Regions from separate parts of the Sus scrofa genome. Here region 2 is linked to region 1. Evidence: chromatin contacts called from public HiChIP or PLAC-seq data. All regions are on one chromosome and are shown on one strand. The core of a region is the stretch at or near the end of the contact, and the rest is flanking DNA. Distances in the headings are between cores, read along the strand shown.

Evidence for each region. HiChIP or PLAC-seq counts read pairs in DNA pulled down with a chosen protein or histone mark.
Region 2: an H3K27ac HiChIP or PLAC-seq map of alveolar macrophages shows a contact between it and region 1. The contact joins the promoter of APRT here to the promoter of ANKRD11 in region 1. A contact is called at or near these places in 1 of 47 Hi-C or Micro-C datasets (liver) and 1 of 2 datasets of contacts at active chromatin or transcription factors (alveolar macrophages).

What each region holds. Positions count from the first base shown.
Region 1 is chr6:453,771-458,584 of Sscrofa11.1, reverse strand. It overlaps ANKRD11 (ankyrin repeat domain-containing protein 11), which reads right to left and starts at 2,729. Exons shown (of 14, transcript XM_021097042.1): 1 at 2,468-2,729.
Region 2 is chr6:887,444-892,257 of Sscrofa11.1, reverse strand. APRT (adenine phosphoribosyltransferase) reads right to left here and starts at 1,986. Exons shown (of 4, transcript XR_002344435.1): 1 at 1,219-1,986; 2 at 1-1,116. It overlaps GALNS (galactosamine (N-acetyl)-6-sulfate sulfatase), which reads right to left. Exons shown (of 14, transcript NM_213955.1): 14 at 2,121-2,996. The coding sequence ends at 2,910.

The sequences.
Region 1 (4,814 bases), core at 1,480-3,979:
CTCATATTTGATGAAACATAACCTTACTACATCAAATGTGCTTAAAAACCCAAGGCACCCAAAGCTTCCTGAAAAATACTCCCAAATACAAATAGCACAGTTTCTTAACGCTATTTGTAGAAAGTTCTACTTGTCACTGTATCAACACTGTAATTAGAGCTAACATGACAGCCACTAGTCACAAGCAGCCCATCTGGTTTGGAGAGATGAAAGGCCTGCTGGTGCAGTGTGATTATCACCGCTGGTCCAGAGGGTCCTGAGAAAAACATTCAAAATTGGAAACACAAAGGTACAACTTCAAATGAGGAATTTAAAACTATGCAACACCTTTAAAAAAATTTTTTTCTGGTCAGTTTTGTTATGTATATTTTCCCACAATACAAAAAAAATTAGAAGAAAACCTTGCAAAGTTTCAAATTTAGGTCAAATTTGACACTATCTTTGGGGTAGCTTTTTAACTAACTCAAGAGGCATGCACGAAGAACACAGGAAAATGTCTCAGCAACTCGGTCTTTTGTTTCCTCATTAGAGCCAGCCCATCAAAGGAGAGCCTGCTCCAGAGCGTGACACCACAGAGCGCAGACGACAGCTGAAGGGAGGGCGGGGGACCAGGGGTCACTATCTAAGTTGAGCAAGATGTGTGCCCTTTTTCTTCTCTAACCCCGGTTTCAAAGTGATTGCCGAGCACTTTTGCAATCATCCTCCAAAAGCACAAACAGAACTCCAGGTCTTCCAGGACAGCACCACTCAGTAAGGGAGACCACGATCCCAAAGGCATGCAGTGCACGGTCTCAGGGGCTCTGATTTAGAAGCATCCAAGTTATGCCATTGACTGGGTTTGCACAAAGCAAAAATAGTAACTGTTTCAAGGGCACTTTTTCCACGAGCAGTATCATCTTACATCTTTTAGCTGAGTGCACTTCATCACCCCCAAAAGGATCAAAATAGTCTAAGTTTTACAACAACAACTGTGCACACATTCACTCCTCACTGGAAAAGGAATGTTAAGGACGTCCATCAAATCACTTGGGAAACCCTCTCACCCTGTGAGGAAGCCTGCAAGTCGAACTCTCTACCGAAAAATGGGCAAAGCCACCCTGCTCCTGCAAACAAACATAAAATTTCTGAAAACCTCTAGAAACAATGAAACCATGCTGCATCTAAACTGTTAGAAAGAAAATGCTTTTGAAAGCACAGGGTCCTCTTAGGCCAGCTTAATCTTCCAAAGCTGCTTCCAAAACTTTGGAAGCTGGACTACAAAACTAGCTTTCAAAACCCCAACGAAAGCAGAAAACCTTGATGGGGGACCAAGAAAAGAGCAGACCTCAAAAACATGAAGACTCCCCCCAAAACGGCAGAGATAAAAGATTTAACAACACAATCCCTCTTTAAGAGGGAATTGAATCCATGTGGCAGAGCCAACCTTACATATACATACATACACACACACACATACACACACACACACATACACACACACACACACACACACACACACACAGCTACCGCCCTGCCAGGGGATGATGAAATGAGGAACGGAAATTAACATTTCAGGCAACGTCTCACATTGTTCCTTGAGGCCAAGGGCTGCTGTTGCAGCCGCCGCCGCTTCCCTCCCCCCCCCGCCCCCCAGTCCCGCCTACCCTCCCCCCGAAACACCCCCGCGCCGCTGCCCCGCATTCCTGCCCCTCCGCGGGCCCACGCGCCTCCTGCGGCCCTAAAGCCCCCTCTCCCTCCAGGGCCCCGGCTCGCCCGCCCCCTCCGGCTCAGAGCCCAAAGCCGCCTGCTCCCATTTCAAAACAGCGATAATAATAGGGACGCTGGGAATAACAACTACGGCCCGCACCGCGAAGGCGCCCCTCCCGCGGGTCAGAGGTCTGCGGCCCGCTCCCCAGGTGCCCGGGGCCCCCTGCAGCCCCCCTGTCGGCCCCTCGAGGCGGCCCGGCCGCCCCGCCAAGGCCCCCTCGGAGCCCACCCTCTGCCCCTCCCGGCTGCCTAAGGACCCCCGGGTCCCCGGGCCCACCCGGAGCGCCCCGTCGGCCTCTCGAGCTCCCCAGACTCGCCCCAAGCCCACCCTCTGCCTCTCAAGGTTGTCCTGGGACCACCGTAGGCCCCCCCGGGTCCCCGGGCCCGCCCGGAGCCCCCAGTCAGGCCTCCGGGCCCCCCAGACCCACCCGCAGCCCCCCAGGCCCACCCGCAGCCCCCCAGGCCCCCAAGGCCAGCCTGGAGCCCCCCGGCGGCCCCAGGCTCCCAAGCCCGCCCGAAGTCAGCCGTCGGCCGTTTCGACTGCCCCCCAGGCCTTCAGGCCCGCCCGGAGCCCCATCGGCCCGTCAGGGCTGCCTGGGACCCCGGCCCCCAGACCCGCCGAGCCTGCAGCGCAGCTCCGCCCGGCGCGGGAGGCCTGCAGGCCGCGAAGCCGCCCCACGCCCCGCGCTCGTCCCGACCCCCGCGCGATCTCGGCTCTCACCGGTTCAGGCTCCGGCTCCGGCCCGCGGCTCAGGGGCGGCGCGCGGGCGAGGCCATGCAGCCCCGGCCCGTCCCCGGCCCGCGGCCCGAGCGGGAAGGCAGCGCGGGCTCCGAGCTCTGGCGCGGCGGCGAGGCGGCGGAGGCGAGTCCGCCCTCGGGCGGCGCCGTGGCGGTTGGGCGCTCACTGAGGGGGCGTCGGGCCGCGCGCTCGGCGACGCCTCCCCGCCTGGGGCCCTCGCTCCATCGCGCTCCGGCTCGGGCGGCCTCTGGCTCCGGGACCCGGCGGCGGCTGCGACGGCGCAGGCCGCATGAGACGCTGCCGCCCATTGGCCCGCCGTATCCGCCACCGCCATTGGCCCGCCGCAGTCGGGCTCAGGGCTGCGCACGTCACGGCGTCGGGGAGGAAGTGCGCGCGGGGCCAAGGGAGACGGCAAGATTGACAGCTTCTGGGACAGGCCGGGGCGGGACCAGAAGGAAGTCCCGGGACGGATTGGACAAGGTCGTACGACCAGGCGCACGGGACGCCGGGAGCAAGCAGCTTGAATTGGCTACCTGCATCGCGGAGGGGCGGGCCTTTGGTTCTCCGACGTGACGATTGGCCTTTCCAAGTGCCGGAAGCGGCAAGGGGAGCCGTCCAAAGTGGGTCTGGCGCGGAAGGCGCTGCAAGACAAGAACCGCGGTATCCACTAGGAGGTCAGCGGGGATTGGCCTGTAGTGCTCTGTCTGCTCACAGCAACTCGGTCTTGCTCTGGCTGCACCTGCTGCTAGACTAGGGGTGTTCCGCCGCCGGCCGCAGACCGACTCACCTCTCAGACCTCTTTTTTTTTTTTTGTCTTTTTTTTGACGTTTCTAAGGCCGCTCTCCAGGCATATGGAGGTTCCCACGCTAGGAGTCTAATCGGAGCTGTTAGTTAGCCGCTGGCCTACGCCACAGCCACAGCGACACGGGATCCGAGCCGCGTCTGCGACCTACACCACAGCTCACGGCAATGCCGGATCCTTAACCCACTGAGCAAGGCCATGGATCGAACCCGCAACCTCACGGCTCCTAGTCGGATTCGTTAACCGCTGCGCCACGACGGGAATTCCTCAGACCTCTTTCTTAAGGAGCAAATGGGAGACCCAGACGGTGCCCTCTCCTGGGGCCACGTCGGGACTGGACCAGGCTCTCACGCCTCTAGGCAGCTGGGTTTTGCCCTTCCCGTCCACAACCCACAGCTTCCCTAGGTGAAGGGACTCCCGACAGTTACAGCCAACCTGTGGGCCGACAAGCCTGTCTAAGATGTCCCAGGGATTGCTATATTTGCCATTGTAAGAATTAGCCAGTAGCAATCTCAGACTCCACCTGCTGTGCCAATCTCGATGGGAGGGAACTAAGAATTGGCATTTTTTATTTTGGTCCCTGATAATACTCATCCTTGGGAACATTTGAAAAACACTGACCTCAACCACATAGGGAATTTAAAGTAGGAAATATGAATACGGATGCAAGTGGCCTTGAAATAATCTGAAGTCATACTAAGACCAAAGAAAAGTGAAGTTCCACAGAAGCAGAATGGGTAGGAATACAGAGTAAAGACGTGCAGGCTAAAGGAAAAAGTTGTGCCCTTTAATACATTAATTCAAAAATATTGGGAGTTGGAGTTCCCATCGTGGCTCAGTGGTTAACGAATCTGACTAGGAACCATGAGGTTTCGGGTTCAATCCCTGGCCTTGCTCAGTGGGTTAAGGATCCAGCGTTGCTGTGAGCTGTGGTGTAGGCTGCAGACGCGGCTCAGATCCCGCGTTGCTGTGGCCAGCAGCTACAGCTCCGATTAGACCCCTAGGCTGGGAACCTCCATGTGCCACGGGAGTGGCCCAAGAAAATGGCACAAAGAAAAAAATTGGGAGTTTTCGGGAGTTCCCCTTGTGGCTCAGTGGTAACCAACCTGGCTAGCAACCAGGCAAACGCGGGATCAACCCCTGGCCTTGCTCAATGACTCAGTGGGTTAAGTGTCCGGCATTGCTGCAGTGAGCTGTGGTGTAGGTCACAGACTGGGCTCGGTCCCTGTGGCGTAGGCTGACAACTGCAGCTCCATTAGGACCCCTAACCTGGGAACTTCGATGTGCCCTAAGTGAGGCCCTAAAAAGCAAAAAATAAATAAATAGGGGGAGTTCCCGTCGTGGCGCAGTGGTTGACGAATCTGACTAGGAACCAAGAGATTGTGGGTTCAGTTCCTGCCCTTGCTCAGTGGGTTAAGGATCCGGCGTTGCCGTGAGCTGTGGTGTAGGTTGCAGACGCAGCTCGGATCGCGCGTGGCTGTGGCTGTGGCGTAGGCTGGTGGCTACAGCTCCGATTGGACCCCTAGC
Region 2 (4,814 bases), core at 737-3,236, 430 kb before region 1:
GCGGGCAGCTGTGTGGCAGGGCAGCACTGTTGTACCCATGGGTCAGGACTGGACAGTGACAAGCAGCTATCACCACACAGGACGTGTGCCTTTGTTAGCTCCAAAGGTAAGGCCTATGCCACCCCTCGCTTGGGAACGCTGGTGCTACCACGCACAGGGCGCGCTGGGGGCTGGTGAGCGGAGCTCGGGAGCCAGGCGGGGGCCATCCCAGTGCTTGGTAAACAGCTGTGTGGCCTTGGGCGAGTCCCTGACCCCTCTCTAAAGCTCAGCGGCACACCAGAGGTGGCTGCTAGCTGAAAGGCAGGGAGGGTCTGCCCCAGGAGCTCCCGGTCCAGGAGAGGCAGTGACCGGGCACCGGCACCGGGGTGGACCGAGCTGTGAAGGGGAAGCTCAGGGCCTCGGCCTCGCCCAGGAATGCGGGGAAGGCTTCTGGAGGCAAGAGTCCGCCACAGGATTCGCCAGTCGCAGCCTCTCCCTGCCTTCAGGCCAATACGGGGGCCCCTCAGGCCCTCCGGGAGCGACCGGAGGATCAGGGGCGGGGCGCTCAAGGAGGGACACCACCTGCCAGGGTCCTCCCAGGCCTGGGCTTGCCTAAAACCTTCCACCGGGGCGAGGGTCTGCGTGCGCGCAATACGCGATGACAGAAGGGGAACGGGAAAGCGGGCTGGCCCCGGTGGATTCTGGGCACATTCCCAGGGCAGTTCCCTGCGGCCCCACCTTTCCAGGGCTGGGGACCGGGAACCCGGGGGTGCGGGGCTACCACCCCTCTCCGAGCTGCCAGGGGGGGCAGCAGGCCTGTTATGACAACCCACACGCCTTCGCGGCCCCGGCGGGTTCCCCGAAGGACCCCCGACACGCCGCCCCCGTCCTCCCGCCAGCAGAAGCGGTGGGACCACCCTCCCCGCGCCTGCCCTGCCCAAGAAAAAGAGCCCCCGATGCTGCGCCCTCACGGGGCGTGACAGCGGTGAGCAGCCGCGGGGACCCGGCGGACGCCGGCCGCTCCACTTGCCCGCGATGTAGTCAATCCTGCCCCCGTGGGCCTTTTTCAGGTGATTCGCCAACAGACTGATGGAGGCGCGGAAGGAGTCGGGGTCCTTCAGGAGAGGCGAGATATCCCTGGCACGCAAGGACGGGCTTGGTGACTCTCAAGCCCACGCGGAACCCCCCGCGCCCCGACAGCCCGGGCCGCGCAGCCCCACGTGGCCCGGCTGCCCGTACCTGAACAGCACGCCGGGGACGGGGAAGTCGGGGAAGCTGCGGATACGCCGCGCCACTAGCTGCAGCTCAGGATCCGCCATCGCCGCGTTCGCGCGTGTCCTGAGCACGAGCGGCGGGCCCGGCGGCTCCGCGCCTGCGCAGGAGGGGTGGGCGGAGCGCCAGGGGCGCGGCGGGGCGCGAGCTCCGCGATCCCGCGCCTGTGCGGAAGGAGCGGGGCTGGGCGCCACGGGGAGGGGCTGCGCCCGAGGGGCGGAGCCCGCCGGCCCCTGGAGGAAGTACCGTATTTCATCGAATCTCAGGTGCCAGCCTTTTTGAGACTCGAGCTAGTTTCCTCAGAGGCGTCTCCGCCCCAGGGACGTCTGCGCGGGCCCGGCCGGGCTCTCGGGGAAAGCCTCATCAGGTTTTGTCCGAGTCGAGGGCGCTTGCTCGCAGGTCTTTGGTGTGGTTACGGCCGGCACCCCAGGTTTCGGGCGGGCACCGGCTTTCCCTTCCCTCCCGGGTCTCGGCTCAGCGCCTGCAGCGTTCTGCGAGGGGGGCGCGCGCACGGGGCGGATTGGCGGGGAGGCGGGGCGCATTCCGGGCGCGTGTGCACACAGGGCACGGCCCGGGCCTTCCCCCAGGAGCGCGCCGAGTGCCTGGGGAACCGAGGAGGGGTTCAGAGCAGGAGAGCGGTGCGGAAGCCTGAGGGGAGGGCCCGAGGCGGTGAGCAGTTCGAAGGACCAATGGCCTGGGCAGGGGCGAGGGAGAAGTGGAAGCCCTTCCCAGACCTGCTGGACTCTTGGGAGAGCGGGGGAGCGGGGGAGTGGGGGGGATGCTTGGCCCGGCCCACTCCAGCCCCCACCATACCAGAGGCAACAACTGCCCCCAAAGCGCATCTCACTAAAAAGAAAACAAACCAGAGCTAAAATGCCTGTTCCTGTATTCTAGAACTGCTTTTTCAAAATTTCCCAAGTCTTAAAAACAGCAGAGTTGGCCTGACAACCTGCAGAATGGAAATATGGTCCCCAGGCTTTCAGGGTGGGGTGGCTGGAGTCTGCACAGACCTGCCCAGGCTCATCGTCAAGCTTTGCCACCCTGGGCTCAAGGGGAGGAGGGCAAGCAGGGCAGCTGTGAGGCACTGACAGGCCCAGAGTGTGCTGGCGTCAGGGGTGAGGTGGTGGCATCAGCTGTCCCCACCGGCCTCGGGAAGCCTTGGCTGCCGAGGATCCAGGTCAGGGAGGATCTTGGTCTGCTCCCCCGTCCATGTTCACAAACCCCCATCATGGGGGGTGGGGCCAGGGCACCCCCCCTGCATAATGGCAAGGGGTGACACAGGACTGGCACAGCTACCCTCCTTGACACCACGGACTGCTGGGGCAGCCAGAGCAAGTCACACGCTCTGGGCCCTGGATCGGTCCGGCCAGGAAGGCAGGTGGAGCAGAGGGGGAGCCTGTGAGACAGGCAGCATCTGGTTCAGGGGCTGATGGCGGCCAGAGGTGGCAGAATCAGGCAGCCTGAATCCGGCAGGCTGAGAGGGAGTGACTCTAGGGCCCGGGCTCGCGCAGGCATGGCCTTGCAGGTCCCGCTGCTGGCTGCAGGTGGCGCAGGCTGGCACTGGGCAGGGCAGAGGGCAGCCCTGGAGCCCAGAGGCCAGAGCCTCTGGCAGCTGCAGGTCTGGGGAGATCCCGGACGTGGCTTCAGCCCAGCAGGTGCTAGTGGGGCCAGGAGCATTTTTCCGGGACAGATTCCGGGGGCGTGAGGCACTTCCCCAGCTTTTCACAGCCCGGGGGCGCCCAGTTCTGGGGAATGAAAATTCAGAAAGAGAACATGCAGTTAATTTAAGCCCTTCTGGACTCAGCAGTTCCCATTCCTGCCCCACCTCCACAGCTGTGGGGTGCAAGCCAGCGGGCACCGCCTGGAAGCAACCCAGCGCCTGAGGCCGGCGCAGCAGCCAGCAGCCCGCTGTTAACGGCCGTCTGCTGCTGAACAGGAGGGGTGAGCAAGCTGCGCACAGCCTCGGCCTCCACGGCCGCTGTAGCAGAGAAGGAGCCAGGCTGCTGAGGCGCTGGCCCAGACTTCCCAAGGAAAACTCTGCAGGCTGGGCCCGGATGCCCAGGGAGAGACTGCTTGTTGTGTGAGGGCTCCCCAGCACCTTCCCGGGCACACCTGCTTTGTGTGGCGATGTTTTCCCCGCAACGAAAGGGAACTCTCATGCCCCCGGGGAGGAAGCCCTCGTGGTGTCGCCTCGTCCCCCCTACCCAGGTGTCCCCGTCCACAGTCATCCATAGAACGGTCCCCGGCCAGGCCCTCAGAGGCTCCTGTGTTACAGAATCGGAGCTTCGGAGCCGGCGAGAGCCATGGGTCACGCCCTCTCCTGCCCTGGATGGTGCCAGGTGGCCCTGGGGTCACGCAGGCCACCCTGCAGGGCCGGATGTAGATCAGGAAGCAGAGCAGAGGGGGGCAGCGAGGGCGCAGGAAGCGGGGCTGGCGTCACGGAGGGGGTCTGCTGCAGCCCTGGGAGCAGAGGACACCACCGGAGCCCTCGCCGGCTGCTCCGGATAAGCGAGCGGGGCTAAGCAGGACTCAAGCGGGGCAGGGGACCGGGGAGGCTTTGCGGCGCACACGCCCACTCGGGGCGGAGGCCGTGCGCCTCTCCAGGGGCAGCGCTCACTTCCGAGCCTGAGCCCAACCTACCGACTGGGGTCTTCCGCCCACTTGGGGAGGGGGCTCCGCTTTCCCGGCTCGGGGGCGGCCGGGCTGCGGCAGTTCCCGCCTTGCCCAGGAGGTGGCGGCAGCGCCCCTCCCGTCACTAAAACCCCTCCGATCTGTGAGCCACCAAGCGGCTCCGCGGGAGATGGCGGTCTGGGGTGGGGACAACATTGCTTCCCAGGGGACAGCCTGGCTCGGAAGGGCAGAGGTCTCTCAGGCTCTTGGCACCTCAGGGACCTCCTGCTCCACGACGGCGAATTCAGGCAGCAATGCCTGCCTGGGGGACAACAGCCACCAGGCCACCCTCAGCCATCCACACTCCGCTCCTCCTCACCCCCGTTCTAACGTCAACCTCCGTTCAGTGCCCCCACCACACGCACCCACCCTGCACTGCCCCGTCCCTTCCTGCTTCAAGGCAGCAGGTTCCAACTGGCCTGGCTGTGCCAGGCCTGCAGCTTCAAGGGTGCTCACAGCGCCAGGCGGGTCTGCGGGGGACAGGGCGGGGCCGGAAGGCTGGAAGCAGGGCTAAGCCACTGACTTTGCTCTGCGGGTTTGGGGGCTGCTGAAGCTTCCAATGCGGGGACAGGGGGCCATGCAGACAGCCCCGTTACAGGACGGACCTGTGGGCAGGCCCCCATGGGGTGTGATGCGGTCAAGGCAGGGACCTGTGTTCCTGACCTGGGAGGTGGCCAACCCGTTGGCCACACACCCGGCCATCCACCAAGCGCGTCCACACCCCACAGTCCCACAAGGATTTGGCTTGTCCCACACTTGCAGAGGGCCCAGCGCCCTGGTGCTCCTCCTGTGAGACCAGGAGGGACATGAGGCACCCCGCCTTTGGAATCAGCTCTGCACGGCGCTGGGTCCTGCCAGGCTGCCCAGGACCCCTGCACCTGTGGGGCAGGCTG